2 separate regions of the Mus musculus genome follow, and region 1 is linked to region 2. Evidence: chromatin contacts called from public ChIA-PET data. All regions are on one chromosome and are shown on one strand. The core of a region is the stretch at or near the end of the contact, and the rest is flanking DNA. Distances in the headings are between cores, read along the strand shown.

What was found. ChIA-PET counts read pairs in DNA pulled down with a chosen protein or histone mark.
Region 1: an RNA polymerase II ChIA-PET map of effector CD8 T cells shows a contact between it and region 2, with 12 read pairs. The contact joins the promoter of Il20ra here to the enhancer-like site in region 2. A contact is called at or near these places in 1 of 39 promoter capture datasets (pre-B cells), 3 of 484 Hi-C or Micro-C datasets (B cells, ECoMG-derived neutrophils and bone marrow-derived macrophages), 3 of 115 datasets of contacts at active chromatin or transcription factors (bone marrow-derived macrophages, effector CD8 T cells and memory CD8 T cells) and 3 of 9 other capture datasets (adipose tissue, embryonic stem cells and macrophages).

The regions. Positions count from the first base shown.
Region 1 is chr10:19,709,599-19,717,020 of GRCm38.p6, forward strand. It overlaps Il20ra (interleukin 20 receptor, alpha), which reads left to right and starts at 2,989. Exons shown (of 7, transcript NM_172786.2): 1 at 2,989-3,132. The coding sequence starts at 3,036. The region is part of intron 1 of Gm33332 (a long non-coding RNA gene); the gene reads right to left.
Region 2 is chr10:19,503,823-19,510,736 of GRCm38.p6, forward strand. It overlaps Gm33104 (predicted gene, 33104), which reads left to right. Exons shown (of 4, transcript NR_152784.1): 3 at 2,218-2,434; 4 at 2,969-3,496. Among named protein-coding and RNA genes, the nearest start is that of Gm33104, 21 kb to the left of the region's middle. Within about 2 kb of position 2,394, at least 81 of the 459 cell types and tissues checked have an H3K27ac peak or open chromatin away from gene starts, as enhancers often do. A contact at or near this core is called in ECoMG-derived neutrophils, adipose tissue, bone marrow-derived macrophages and 2 more, where this site is marked.

The sequences.
Region 1 (7,422 bases), core at 1,739-4,238, 210 kb after region 2:
CGAGCCACTCAAGTGGACTTTAAAAGCAGTCACATTCACACAGACCTGCCTCTGGCTGTACTTGATTTTCAGGAAAGGACACATTTTCTCCCACTCACTATGCAGTTTACAACCTAGAAACATAAATCAACAACTGTAAGCATTTGATTGGCCTGCTCACCTATAGAGTTCAATCTTCAAGGTTATTCACTTCATTTTCTTAAATGTAAACGGCAAAGAAGAAAAGTGCTAAAGAAAGAGACTTTGAAATTAGCGTAGCAGAGCTCCAGTTCCACTCCTGTTGCTCTTAAAGAAGAAACATATTCAAGCCTGTCTGCTTTCTTTGAAACTTGGGTAATGTGACTACTTCGTAGGATTCTTGGAGTTAAAGGAGGCAGCATATGTCAAATCCTTAGTGTAGTGTCTGGTTCAAGTGACGCAATCACTAACATCATAATATTAATATTACATATCATACCGGGTGCTCTAGTTTCACGTCAGTTGCTGTGATAAAATACCCTGGCAAGCAGCTGCTTGGGGGTGGGATTTATTTCAGCTTACAATTCAAAGTTAAGGTCCATCACCATGGGAAGCCAAGGTAGAAACTTTTATTGGCAAGCTACACCACATCACCACAAAGATGGCAGGAAAGAATGCATATATGCCTGCCTGCCTGCCTGCTTGCTTCCTTCCTTCCTTCCTGCCTGCCTGCCTGCTTGCTTCCTTGCTTCCTTCCTTGCTTGCTTCTTCCCTTGCTTGCTTCCTTGCTTGCATCAGCTCAATTTCTCTGCTCTTATACAGGGATGAACCTCCTGCCTAAGGAATTGCGTTGCCTGAAGTAAGTTGGGTCTTCTCCATCAATTATCTTAAGACAGTTTCATACAGATATGCCCACAGGTCACCCCAATGCAGACAATTCCTGATTGAGGCTCTCTGCCCAATTTGTGTCAAGTTGACAAAGCTAAACATGCCTGGAAACTATTCAGGACTTAAAATGGAATAGGAAAATATGTATTTTGTTGATGTGTGTGTGTGTGTGTGTGTGTGTGTGTGTGTGTGCGCGTATGTGTGTGTGTGGTGTTCGTGCTTGGAAGTGGGAGTTGTGGGGTGATGCTAACTAGTTCATGAGGGTCTTTTTGGTTTTTGTTTTGTTTTATAGAAAACCCAGAAACTCTTAGTCCATTTGACTCCAAGCTAAGATTTCACTGTGATAAAAGGTGACACGCTGTTGTAATATAGATAAGTTGAAGAAACTACCTATGTGATTGTGTTAATTCTCAGATCTCTGGAGGATACACTCGAGTTTATTTAACCTGGGAAGGACTGTTTCTTTACCTGGAATTAACAGATATGCTTGGAAGTTAGAACGTAAGAGTACAAAGGAAAAAAAAATACTAAAAGATGTTAAAGAAGTGCCCTAAGGCGAGCTCTGGGTAACAGGTTTAAAATAAGATGTGAAACTCTCCTCTCCAGCGCATGGGAAACATCACTGAGTTCGAACCTAGGAAGTCCCAGGGCCAAACTCAGCCTTCGCAGAGACATAAGGGATCTGTTACTATAGAAAGATCAGTCCTTGCAAGTGAACCTTGGATTGGCTACCCATGAGTACTATCAGAAAGAACACCAGAGAGGGCAGGGTCTGGCTGTCTTCCAATCTCTAGCCTAAGAGAACAGGCTGTAGACTATCTCCCAAGAAATATGTGTGTAAGTTGAAAAAGCAAGGTAGCTGTCTGCTTGAGCTAGCTCCTTTAAGGCTATGAATGAGTCATATTTAAACAGAAATGCATACATGTCCTAACATTGATATAAAAAGAATATGTTGCTATCATACTGTCTTCTTACTTTTTTCAGGGATTACATATGAATCAGTAAGAGCCCAGTTTGTGCAGGAAAGGAAAGAAACATGACAGTTAACAGGCAGATGTCAGAGAACCGATCACTGAGAAAAGAAGTCGAAGTTTGAAACTAGTAGCTACTGATTGCAGTTTCCACTCCTAAGGCTGGAGAAACAAAAGGAAGACATGACTACACAGAAGATAAAGGAATTTCACTAAATGGAGATTTGGACCCATGAGAATTGGGTCCAGCCAGCGAGGCAAATTCTTCGTGTATCTGAAGAAGCTGGAAACTAGGACAGCTAACAGGTCCTGTCCCTCCTCCTCCAGGGCCCCCTACCGGTGTGAACTAGAAGCACAACTGAATAGCAGGGTCTGCTTTAACCCTCCAGAAGCCTTCAAATCCAATCCAAGACTCTTAGGACTCTTTGAGCCGGAAAAAAAACAGGAGTGAAAACAGGAGTGTAAGGCATTCTAAAAACGGCTGCATCTCTGACTGCCTCCACCACAAAAGGGGTTCTTTGTTCGTCTGTTTTGTTTTCTTTTAGTTATTGAGACTCTTCTAGATGTCTGTTGATTCAATTTTAGGGCTATTTCTCTTTATTTGTGCATTTGCAACAGGAGTCTATGGAGGAAAGAGAGAGTCTGCCTGAAGTACATGGTTAATTTGTTTCTTTTCGCATTGTGTTTAATGTTTACAGCTACCTAGAAAGGAGGAGCCCTGAGGTCTGCTTGCACATCTCTGTCACAGTGTTCCCTGGCTTTTCCTTTCTTTCTCTTAGCTGGGGGATGGCCCTCTCCCATTTGGGAGACTTCTATTGTGTTTTGAGGTTGCATCTGCTCTTCTGTAAAATGCAAAGATACCTGACTTCGGGGTGTGGGGAGGAAATCTCGACTAGGGTAAGCAGCATGCCTAACAGTAAGTTGAGAAATATGTACCTATTTCACCCTTCCAGCTTCTTCCGGGATGAAACCTGACATTTCAAGTGAATGATAAGACTCTGCTGTACTGAGTCAGAGCTCATCGGCTTCTCCATCACCCCCTGAAGCCTGTGTGGACTCAGAACTGAAACCCAGACAGCCACCCTCGCGTGGACTCCCTGCAGGGGGAGCTGGTTGTGCACAGCAGACTCTGGGCTCCATCGCCCGGGTCTCGCTGTTGCAGAGGAGCCCCGGGGAGGCCACGCCGCGTTCCCGAGATGTGACCCGAACTGACAGCCCATGCACACTCCCGGGACCCCGGCGCCGGGCCACCCGGACCCGCCGCCACTGTTGCTGCTCACGCTGCTTCTGCTGCTGGCCGCTTCGGGACGCGCAGGTAGGAGAGTCGCTCCTCTCGGCAAGGGCTACCTGGCAGGAGCCTGAAAGGGTCCACGCCGGGCTCCAGCTTGCTGAATCCGAGCTGGGGTTGGGGGGTACAGGGGTGGTAGTAGCCCTCCTGAGTGGCCCAAAACTTGTACCTCGAAACTGGTGACAGTGATGGCAAGGGGCGGCTCGCACTAAAACCTTGGCAAGTCCAAGATTCATAGCCTGTGGGAGCTTGGATCAGAGTTTGGAAAAGCCAAATCAGCCCCAAAAGGGTAAGCCACATCCCGTTTTCCTGGCAATCCTGACGTGTGCGTATACGTACTTCTGAGAAATAACAAAGCATAAAACAGTAAGACATAAAGCACTAGAAGGATTTTCTCTGTTGTTTTAAAGTTTAAACCGTAACCGCTGGAATTCAGAAAGCCAAGCTGATTCACTTTTTAAAAGTTTCTTTTTCTTTCTTTTTTTTTCCTTCTTTCTGTTTTTCTGCCATATAAAAACATACTCTTTAAAAAGCAAGGTATCTCAGCAAGGTATCTCACGGTTTCAATTAAAGACAACAGCCACAAAGCTTCCCAAAATATCAATTGTAATTTTATAAAATTGATTCAAGCACCTGTGCTCCAGCCTGGAAAAACCAGCGAGTGGGGAAAAAAAGTGAGACCTCAATCAGAGAAAACATGATGCTCACTACCTTTCAGAGGCCGGAAGCATGCACGCTGGCCTTGGAGCGGTTTCTGAACCGTGTAGTCTATACAAGAAGATTATTTTCTAAGTTCTAAATTTATGCAAGTATATGGTTATATTTTAATAATCCAAGATAAGCCAAATGTGAAAAGGCTTATTCAAATATCCCTGATATGAATTCATTTTCTGTTTTTAAAGCACAGTTGAAGTTTATTATAAAAGGTCTAGACAGAGATTTAAGTATGGTCATCAAGGGGGATGAGAGACAAGCATATGTATACACACATATACACACACATATACATATACATCTATATGAATGATTACGGGAAGATCTCTGCATACAGTGAGTGCAATAGAGCTACCATACTGAACTTGCTTGGTGTTAATGTGAGAAATAAAACTTGCTCACTAACTGGGCAAAATGATATTAGAAGGCAGCAATACTCCTAACTTAACAGCAAAATCTAAAGCAAACACACGCACACATAAACACACACACACACACACACACACACACCACTGGGCTTTTTTTGATCTATGAGACCCAGCATTTAGCATGGGACCGACCTCCACACGTACTTCATGAATACAGGAAAACCAGTTAGAAGGTATAGTAGGTGCTTGGATACCGTTCCTACACTTAACCACTGAACCCATGGATAATCTTCACTTCTGCGCGAATATGGACTTTTAAGAACTGTATAACACTAGCATTCATGAATAGATAATAGTTTAACTTTGGGACTGCTTTTGCACAAAATTCAGAGCTATACAAGTGTTGATAGGATCAGGCTGAATTATCCCAGGACACCCAAAGAGAAACAACATTGCATGTGGCATCAACATTTTATACACATTTTGATGTTTCATTTAAGGTACACCACTACGGGAATTTTGAATGTCCCCATTGTTCCCTAAGGGTTACATTGCGTAACACTATTAATGACTCCCTGCCTCTCTGGGCAGAGGTTTTACCAGATTCATCCTATGGGCTATTAACCTCCATCCTAAAGATCATGCCTGTGTCATCTTCTCTGTGTGTCGTTTCTGTCTCTCCGCAAGGAAGAGGATCCATCATCACCATTATGTAAACAGACGCTTTAAGCCTATAGGAGTGGGAACAGTGAATTCCTCAGACAGCATGGCCCTGTTCAACACCACAAAGGCTTCCATGGCTTTTGCAATTTTCTAAATCCTGCAGGGTTCTATGTGACCTGCCCCTTCCTCCTCCTCCTCCTCCTCCTCCTCCTCCTCCTCCTCCTCCTCCTCCTCCCTTTCTCTCTGTCTCTCTGTCTCTGTCTCTGTCTCTGTCTCTGTCTCTCTCTGTCTCTCTCTCTCTCTCTCTCTCTCTCTCTCTCTCTCTCCCTCTCTCTCCTTACTTTAATTACTCCCCTTCTTGTCTTTACCAAGTTCCCAGAGCAAGCCAAATGTCCAGGATCCATATTCGCAGTTCCCTCTGATAGAATGGCCCTCCCTCGTCTACCCTGGCTAACTCCACTTCACTGTGTCTTCCCTTAATCTCCTAAATGGAAAGCCAGACTTCATAGGTCTTAACTGGACATCCTACCCAACTGCTGCTTCTTTGAATTACCCCTGCAACATCAGGGGTAATTCATTACCTGTCCCCTGTTTGAGCAAGTCTCACAGGAAACTCGCTACCCAGACAGGCAAGATACCTTGCCCACAGTAAAAAAGGCCTTCCATAAACAGCACAACACGTGCTCCTTGTTCTCATCCATTCTCTGTGTCTATTTTGAGCTGAAAGGTCCCACAGGATAAGGAGTATGTGTTCCGATCCAGGAGGCAGTTACCATAACTGCAGCCTCTGCACTCTCTGTTCACAGCCTCTTACATGACGTTGTGTCACGCCCCCTTTCGCTGTGTTATTTTCATGGTTTCTCCGAATACATTTGTGACTTCTTGGGCTGACTTCCTGCAGAGTTTGATGGGATGGCTACCTTACTAAATGAGAAACCTGGCCAGGCTGTCCTTTCCTGAGCCATAATTTCTGCAACCTACAGGGGCCCTCTTCTCATCTATTTTCTCTTCTGTGAGACAAACTCTGGCCAGACGCAGAATTGCATACTAGTACACTTTTGCCTGTCTAGCAGAGGTGACTCGCTGCTTGCCTCTTTGAGCTACAGAGAAAGAAAGTATGGTTTACTGTTCTCTCTAGAATTCCTGATGTCTGTGAGGGTGGGGTGTTTGTACAACCAAGGCACTCTTCCGAAAGGAAAGTTTTAAATGATTTTAAATGTTATCTGTACAGAGTTCTTCCTGCTTTTTGAGGGCGGTTATCACATTCCATCTTGAGCCACCAAGATGGCGGCTTTCACGACTCTACCCACTCACTCCCTGTGCTGTGTAGCCAGTTCTGTGTACCACAGAGGATGAGAATAAATACCCTGTACTGCCCAGACTTGCCCCAGTCACACTTCGTTTCCTCATAGGTATGTTCCCCAGCTTCCTCTGTAGATGGAGAGTCAGTCTCCTTCCACACAATTAAAGAACGAAAACGTTTTGTCTGCAATGAATACTTTCGGCACACTTGTTTACATGTTTTCACCAGTTAAATTCCCCCCTTCCCTACTTCTCCCTACATCTGCCTCCGCCTTCTTGCTTCCGATTAACCTGGCAGTTCTTACAGAATTCTCTTAAATAAACAAGGTATTCTTTCAGAGAAAATAGATAACCACATTAATTGTTTTAGAGCAGCCATAACAAAGTATGACAAGCTGTGTGGCTTAAAAACACGTAGCTTTATTGCTCACGGTTGTGGAAATTGGAAGTCTAGGCACCAGGTGCTGGCAGGCTCACTCTTCCTAAGTACTGAGGGGGTGGGGGTTCTACTACAAGACCAGCTTCCAGCTTTCAGTTGCTGACAGTGTCAAGTGTTCCTAAGTATACTGTCCCAATCACCACCTTGTCTGATCCCCCCTGCAAGTGGCCACCTCTCTGTGTACCTCCACATGGTCTTCTTGAAGATTCTGTGTGTCTGTCTGCATTTGTGTTCGTGCCTTCCCATGTTGTAAGAATTTCAAGTGAGCATTGACTGGAAAGGTCCTGTTTCCAATTAAGGTTGTGAGGTACTGGTTGGGGATGGGGGGGGAGTGTCAGAATTTCAGTTACTTCTCTTGGCAAGTACAATTCAACTCTCAACATCTACCATGTACCCCAAGGTCTATACACAGACAGCAAGACGGTTTCTATAGTGAGAAAAGGGGGACTGCTTCCCAGCTGCATACACAGGAGCTTCTCCTCTTTAGTATCTCCAGTGGTCTGTGTCCACCGCTGAAAGGAAGTCTTGCAGAAGTGTCAGGCTGGGAACCACACTGCACTGCAAAAGCTGAGAGTAGATATGAGGGCTTCTGTTTTACTTTCCACACCATCAGCACACAGGAGTGCCACAGTGTGCTCTCAGCACAGACGATGGCATTCACCTTTCTGCATCAGCATCAGCATCAGCATCTGCATCAGCTAGCTCCTAAGATTCCTGCACTTCCTCACAGGAGCCTGGAATAGGGGTTCCCTGAGAGGCCCTGCCAGAGCCTGACCAATGCAGATGCAGATACTCACAGCCAACCATTGGACTGAGCACAGGAGCCCCAAG
Region 2 (6,914 bases), core at 1,144-3,643:
GAGAGAGAGGAAGGAAGGAAGGAAGGAAGGAAGGAAGAGAGAGGGAGAGAGAAAGAGAGAGAGAGAGAAGAGGGAGAGAGGGAAGGAAAAAGAAAGGAACTTCACGGTCTAGGTAGACAGCTAACTGAGGCACCCCCAGCTCTCCTGAGCCCCTCTTCCCCTGAGATTCAGTCTGAGCTCACAGCCCTGCCCTACTCTTCAACAACAGCTCCTCCCCACCCTCATTGCATTTCCTCCTTTTGTAGTTTCTGGCAGTCATTGGGCAGGAGAAAGCCCCCAACATGAAAGATCCCTAAGGACTGGTGTCTTTCCTTTTGACTCACTGATGAGCTCCAGTATTCCCTGGGAACAAATGTAAACGTCATCTAGACATTTCCACCCATTGCTCTTTCAGCAGCTGAATTTTTTTATTTAAATCAGCTCATCTGGGTCCTGAGTAGCCTGGCTGTCTTAACACTGCCCTAACCAACGTCCACAGAGTTCATGTGCATGAGAGGCACCACATAGACATTTTCAGTTCCGTTCTCAGAGTTCCATCTAGACAAGCCTTCTTTATAAACATGTGCAGTAAAAGCCCCAGATCCTGGGGTCTCAATGAGGGTAGGTTCAGCTGTATGTTCTAATGGCCAAAGAAAGCAGTAGGAAGGCAGGAAGGAGCTTAATTCTACAGGGCTGTATCAGCAAGAGGAGGGTGACTGCATAACTTACTATCTGTCTTCAAGGAGCTGACAAGGACTTTGAGGTTTTACACAAAGAACAAAGACAAAGAGGGGGTTGAGGAGCCGATAGAGCAGAGCCTTGGTCTGGCCACTGGGTTGATTGCTATCTCAGGTCTGGTTCTTCGAGGTTCAACTAGCTCAGGGGAAATCGTTAGCATGTTGGCTGCCATGCAACGAAGAACAGTTTCACCTTAGGGTGACCTAGTGCCCAGCTCTCCATTCCTAGAAATGACTCCCAACTCATCAGGAAAGCAGCACCTCAGAGAGGCAAGGCAGAGTCAGACACAAAGTGGAACTCGGTCACTGTCTGGGCTTGCCTTCAATCGTAATTGTTTTTAAAAGTCCTCCAGAGGAGGAAAAGTAAATTTCAAAGATTCACAAGGAAAGAAACCACAGGGGTCACCATGATGGAGCAAAACTGAAACAGTCCTCTGAGTTTTTTTAATTCACTTAGAACTTTTACAGAGTGTCTGCTGAACACCAGTTCAAGTGCTGGTCTAGCTCAGATAGAATCCAGATACTCTATTTTACATTCATTCTCTCTCTCTCTCTCTCTCTCTCTCTCTCTCTCTCTCTCTCGGTGTGTGTGTGTGTGTGTGTGTGTGTGTGTGTGTGTGTGTGTGTAGATCACAGCTACCCAAAGATTTGAAGAATGAGAAGATTTTTTAACACCAGAAACACTTTTAATAAGAATCCCCCGTACTTCCAAAAAGTAGTTCTTTGGATATTCATGGTGCTTTCTATCTCATTCCTTGTCCCTCTCCTCTCTCTTTTAAAGTATGCAATTTATTGGTTTTAAGCAAGGACACTCAGACAGATGACACCCTAAAATATGTTTTTGACTTCAACCTACTAAGTGTTAGAGGAGCTACAAATGCAAGGATCACCTTCCCCAGGAGTTCTCTCTTCTACCCAAATAGCAGATCTGTCAAGGAAGAAGCTATCTTTGGTCCTCTTATTGAAGCCTTATTAACCAAGCAAGATGAAATCTAAACCATATGAGAGAATGAAAATTAAACAGCATCTCCAGGGCCCAGAGACGGGAGCAAACTCTCCCTTCTGTAACTTGCTTTTTGGTCATGGTATTTCATCATGGCAACAACAACAAAAATTATCTAATATAAATCAATGAACTGATCAGATGATAAACAGATGATTGATAGATAGATAGATAGATAGATAGATAGATAGATAGATAGATGATAGATAGATAGATGATAGATAGATATATAGATAGATAGATGATAGATAGATGATAGATAGATAGATAGATAGATAGATAGATAGATAGATAGATAGATAGATAGATAGATCGACAGATAGATAGATAGATAGGAAAGATACCCACAGTCTGGGCCCTGTAGAGAGGCTCATATATTTCTTACTTAAGTACATGACAGAACATCAGTGAAGTTGGAAAGTATCTTATAATGAATTGAAACCTCCGGCAAACTTCAAAAGTTAAAATGAAACCTGTTTTTCTCTTTCCAACTCCCAGGCAACTTGCTCCCTAATGTGGGACTATCTGCTCCTCGCCGGCCTGCTATTGTGTGTCACTTAACAAGCGTCCAGGCTTGTCACCATGCCTCACATTGACATCTGTCAGCACCCTCAGTCCCTTACATCATTCATAACCAACAGACGTCCTTGTGGTTTCACACTGACCCAGCCCAATTCTTAGTAAAACCGCTTCCAGTTGACACTGGTGCTGAATGGTAAGAAGTCAGAACAGAACACAAACAAACCAACATCAAGGTGTAATTGATGCTCTCACTAGCTGATGAGGAGAAAAATCTTGATATAGCATTCTCATTGTAGGATTTCCAAAACTCTGTTGAAAATAGTCATGATTTCTTCCTGGAAAGGAATAGAAAGGCTCTAGATGTCTTGTGGAGTCAGCATGATGTGACACTTACAGGTTCTACTTATTTGGAGACAGTAGAAATCAGAGAGAAGGAGAAAGGGAAAGAGGGAGAGAGGGAGGGAGGGAGAGAGGAGGAAGGAGGGAAGAGGAAGAGGAACAGAGAGAGGAGAGCCCATAAGCTTGCCAAATCTCAGCTTTCCTTCCCCTTTCCTCTGTGCCTGCCCAAACCAGCTTTAGCCTGAATAACATTTGAGACCTGGCTTCTGGGAGCCCTGCCCTAAGCTGTTATGTAATTGCAGGGTGTCCTGGCTGGGAAGCAAGGGTGCTTCAGGCTTTCTGCTAACTCCAAAGTCCCATTTATTTCTGGTCCTGTTCTCCTCTCCAGGAAGAAACACACCAGGTCCTTTAGCTGTTAGAAACTCTGGAATCTCTCTGTGGATCTCTTCTCCCTTTGATGCTGAGCAGTTTGATCCTTCTCCTGACCTCTGAACTCCAACCCTTGGAAGAACTTGTCCCCCTTTCTAATCACCTTCTTCTGTACATCTTCAACATTTTCCTTCCAAACCATACATCCCTGTGAGGAGTGGGTGTGGCAGCAGTCTCAAGATGGCACCCGGGACTGCAGCCAAGTCTTATGACTTGCACCTGACTTCCTCATACACCTGAAAATAAGCCACGACCATCGCGAGAACTGCGCAGGTGCACCATGATGCAAGATCGGACCATATGACGAGTGATGATTCTGGTCAATGAACTGTTGTTACGTGGACTGGGCTGATGGGGTGTGGTTGAGAGGATATATAAGGGATTGCGATTGGGGGTGGGTTGTTGTTTTTTCCTGGAGAGATTGATTTCTGGAGAGAGATTCATGCATGATGTTGAAAGGTTCCTGAATAAACTGCTTTGAGAAGTACGTAGTGTCGCTCTTTTCTGCTGGTTGGAATAGGAGGCGACACATCCCATATAATTAAAGGCCTTAGAGTGTGGGAGTCTCTTTTCACATTTAAAGAAACACTGTTTATTTGAGACAGGGTCTGCTGTAGCTATGGCTGGCCACAAACGTACTACAGGGACAAAGACGACCTTGGACTTCTGATCCCCCTGCCCTCACCTCCTAGATTCTGAAGGTAAATCCAGGATTGCAGGCACGCATGCTCTGTCGAGCCCGTTTTATATACTGCTGAGGATCAACCCAAGGCTTTGTGGGTGCCCCATGCCAAGAACCCCCTTCTAGTGATCCAACTGTGGCAAATAGTGCTTAGCAAAGTGTGCTTATCCTTTCTTGTTACCAGTTCTGCTTCAAAGCATCACAAACTCTTATTTGTCCACCAGTGTAGCAACAGAAGAGCCGATGCTGAGAACAGGAGGCACTGAGGGGCAGCGAGGGGGCAGGGTCTCCTTGGGGAGCTTGTAGAAGGCCATGCATGCTATCAGGAAAGCATTGCTTTGCTTCCAGTGAGATGTAAAAGCACTGAGTGCTTTGTAGCAGATACATGACCAATCTGTTCTAGGTTTACCAGCGGCTGAGCTCTGATTTGCAGTTGACTCAGGCCAGGACAACAGCACAGCTCAAAGGAGATGCCAATAGACAGGGCAAATTGGCTAAATGGGATGGTGGGAGCCACCACACCTTAGAAACGGTGCAGTTCCTGGGTGGCTTCTAAGTCACCCTCTGGCCCTCCTGTTAACTCCTGACCTTTGTCCACTTTATCACATGATCATCCTGACTTCCATATTTGTAACAGCACACACCTCTCCTCTCAACTCCTGACCTGAACAAATCTCAGACCAGCAATGGCACTCTCTAAGTTCCTTGTCCAATGGCCAAACTTCCTACTTGGCCCAGAAGTTTCCACTGAGGAAGTCCTCACTCTTCTCTTCATTTGGTTCACTTCCTCCCCCACCTCATCCCCATCCAGCAGCCATGTCTCACATCAATCAATGGACCAAGCATCCCTAACTGCCTCCCTGTCTCACCCTCTTTCCCCTTTGACCTCAGCATTCCTCAATGTGGCCAAGTCAACCAGTCTTCCTCTCGCTCCTTCCCTGCCAAGTGCTTCAAGCCCTTTGGGACCAGTTTGAAGCTGTTGCATGGTAACAGTGCAGCCTCTGGCCTCACTCGCCTGTGCCTTCTCTGGCTATTTCTGTCGCTCACATCCTCTTCCTGGGATGCATGGCTGCTCACTGTGACTCTAGTCTTGTTCTTTCTATATTCCTCATTGTGCTTCCTCTTGGTAAGGGGCACTGCCCCAACAATAATAAGACCCCGTTCATTGGACGGGTGTGATAGGACATGCCTGTAATCCCCACACTAGGGAAACAGAGGTAGGAGAATCACAAGTTCAAAGTCAGCTAAATAAGTCATGGCCAAGCCAGGCTATATGAGGAGATTTAGTAATCAGCAGTTGTAACTATTCTGTAGCTTCCTAAGGATATGTTTAAAATAGAATGCTCAAAAAAACAAAAAACAAAAAACAGTGCTGGCATAAGGGTAGTCTGACTGGGTACCCGACTTTCTTTCAGTTCTTTCTTAGGGTCGCCAACGCCAACTAAGAAGTCAAGTCTCCCATCCCAAAACATCGTTCCCCATTTACAGGAAGCTGAACATTGAAAGAAACACTTCTGATAATGTGTCATCAGTGATATTATTAGTGATTTTAATAGTGATCTAATAAGGCTGCCTTTTGCTCCAGGGAGAGTAGATTCCACCTATAACTATCCACTTGTGGTATTTTAGGACAGCAACCTTGGAGAGAAAAAGGAAATTGCTTTCTTCTACCAAACAAACAAATAAACAAACCACAAAAAAAAAAAAAAAAAAAAAAAAAAAAAGACAACCTAAACTAGTCACTGTCCCTTACGTGGCTTAAAGGTGCTGCCATTCCTGGGGCTGTGTGAAGAAGGTAATAGAACAACCTGTGTTTGGATTGATGCTTCAGGTGCTCAGGTCCTGGGGAGTCCCTGAGACGATCTCTCTGGATGGGGAAAGAGGACGGACATCTTTGATAGGGCAGATGAGAGCCGTTCAGCCTGTGGGTGAATGGGTTTGCAGATTGCATGAATCAAAGAAGACCTGAGCTTTTTCTCAGGGCAGCTTGGGGCAGAGCATCAGGCCTTGGGGTTCCTGTGACAAGAAGCAAACAAGTGTGGTCCACATAATAAAAAACAAAACAAAACAAAACAAAGAAACAGCCACTCTCCCCCAGTTGCAAAATTACAGATACAAAGTAGCAACAAAAATAATTTTATGATGGGGGGGTCACCACATGGGGAACTGTATCAAAGGGTCGTGGTGCTGGAAGATTACAAACCACTGTCCCACTGATTATAGACTCTCTTCAAACTGCCAGTTTTCCATTTTTGAACATACTTGACTTAACAGTAATTGCTATTTTAGTGATTTAAAGATCTCGGCACACAGAGCTTTTCAAATATCCCAGTGTTATAAAGCTGGATAGAGGTACCCGAGAGGCCAGACCCTGCTCCACACAGAAAGCCGGCTTGTTCTAAACAAGCCCAAGGAAGTCAAAACAAACTTTCCACTGTTCTAGCTGCTGGCTTTCTCGATGTTGAGAAGCAAAGGGCTGTAAGGTGCAGAGAACAGGGAAGGCCAAATACAAAGGTTTTATCCTCATGTCGGCATGCAAACACGCAGATTTTATGAGAGGTAGTGTTTACCAAAAGGTAGGATTTATAGCTCCATGTAATTTACAGCATTTAAGTGTAATGTTATAGTGCGAATAAATTTTTCCCTTCCCTTGTGATGGGCTCATGAATAAACCTGAAAAGGACGCTAAGCTAGAGCTAGAGCTGGGAGGAGGAGGAGGCAGAGAGTGAACTATCGTGTGCTTGCCTTCCCTAGACACCGTCCCCTGTCCATGGGATCAGCTCACTGCTCTGCATGAAGATGAAAACACAGTTGTGTGTGACACAGCGCTGAACAATTCCCATCCGAGGCAACGGACCAGGAATGCTGCTCGGCCCATCGTGTGACAAAAATGTATGAAATTACATTAGCAGAAAAACAAGATTTCTGTGTCTTATCACAAAAAGGCCTTTCACCTCCTGGACTCTAACTGAACAACAGTTACCCTCTTTATTTCTACCTGAAACTGCCTTTTGTAAGCCATAGTTAAGGGCAGAATCTTTATAACACCGTGATGATGGAACATCGTGAGCGCCTCAGCACCTGTTCATTAGCAGGATACTGGGGGTTGCATTTGTTTGTTTTCAGGGCTTAATTTGACTACACTTCATTTGCATGCTCTGAATGCATTTTAAATCTAAACAAGAATTCCATTTAGTGGATTTCTAAAACGTGTTCTATGGGG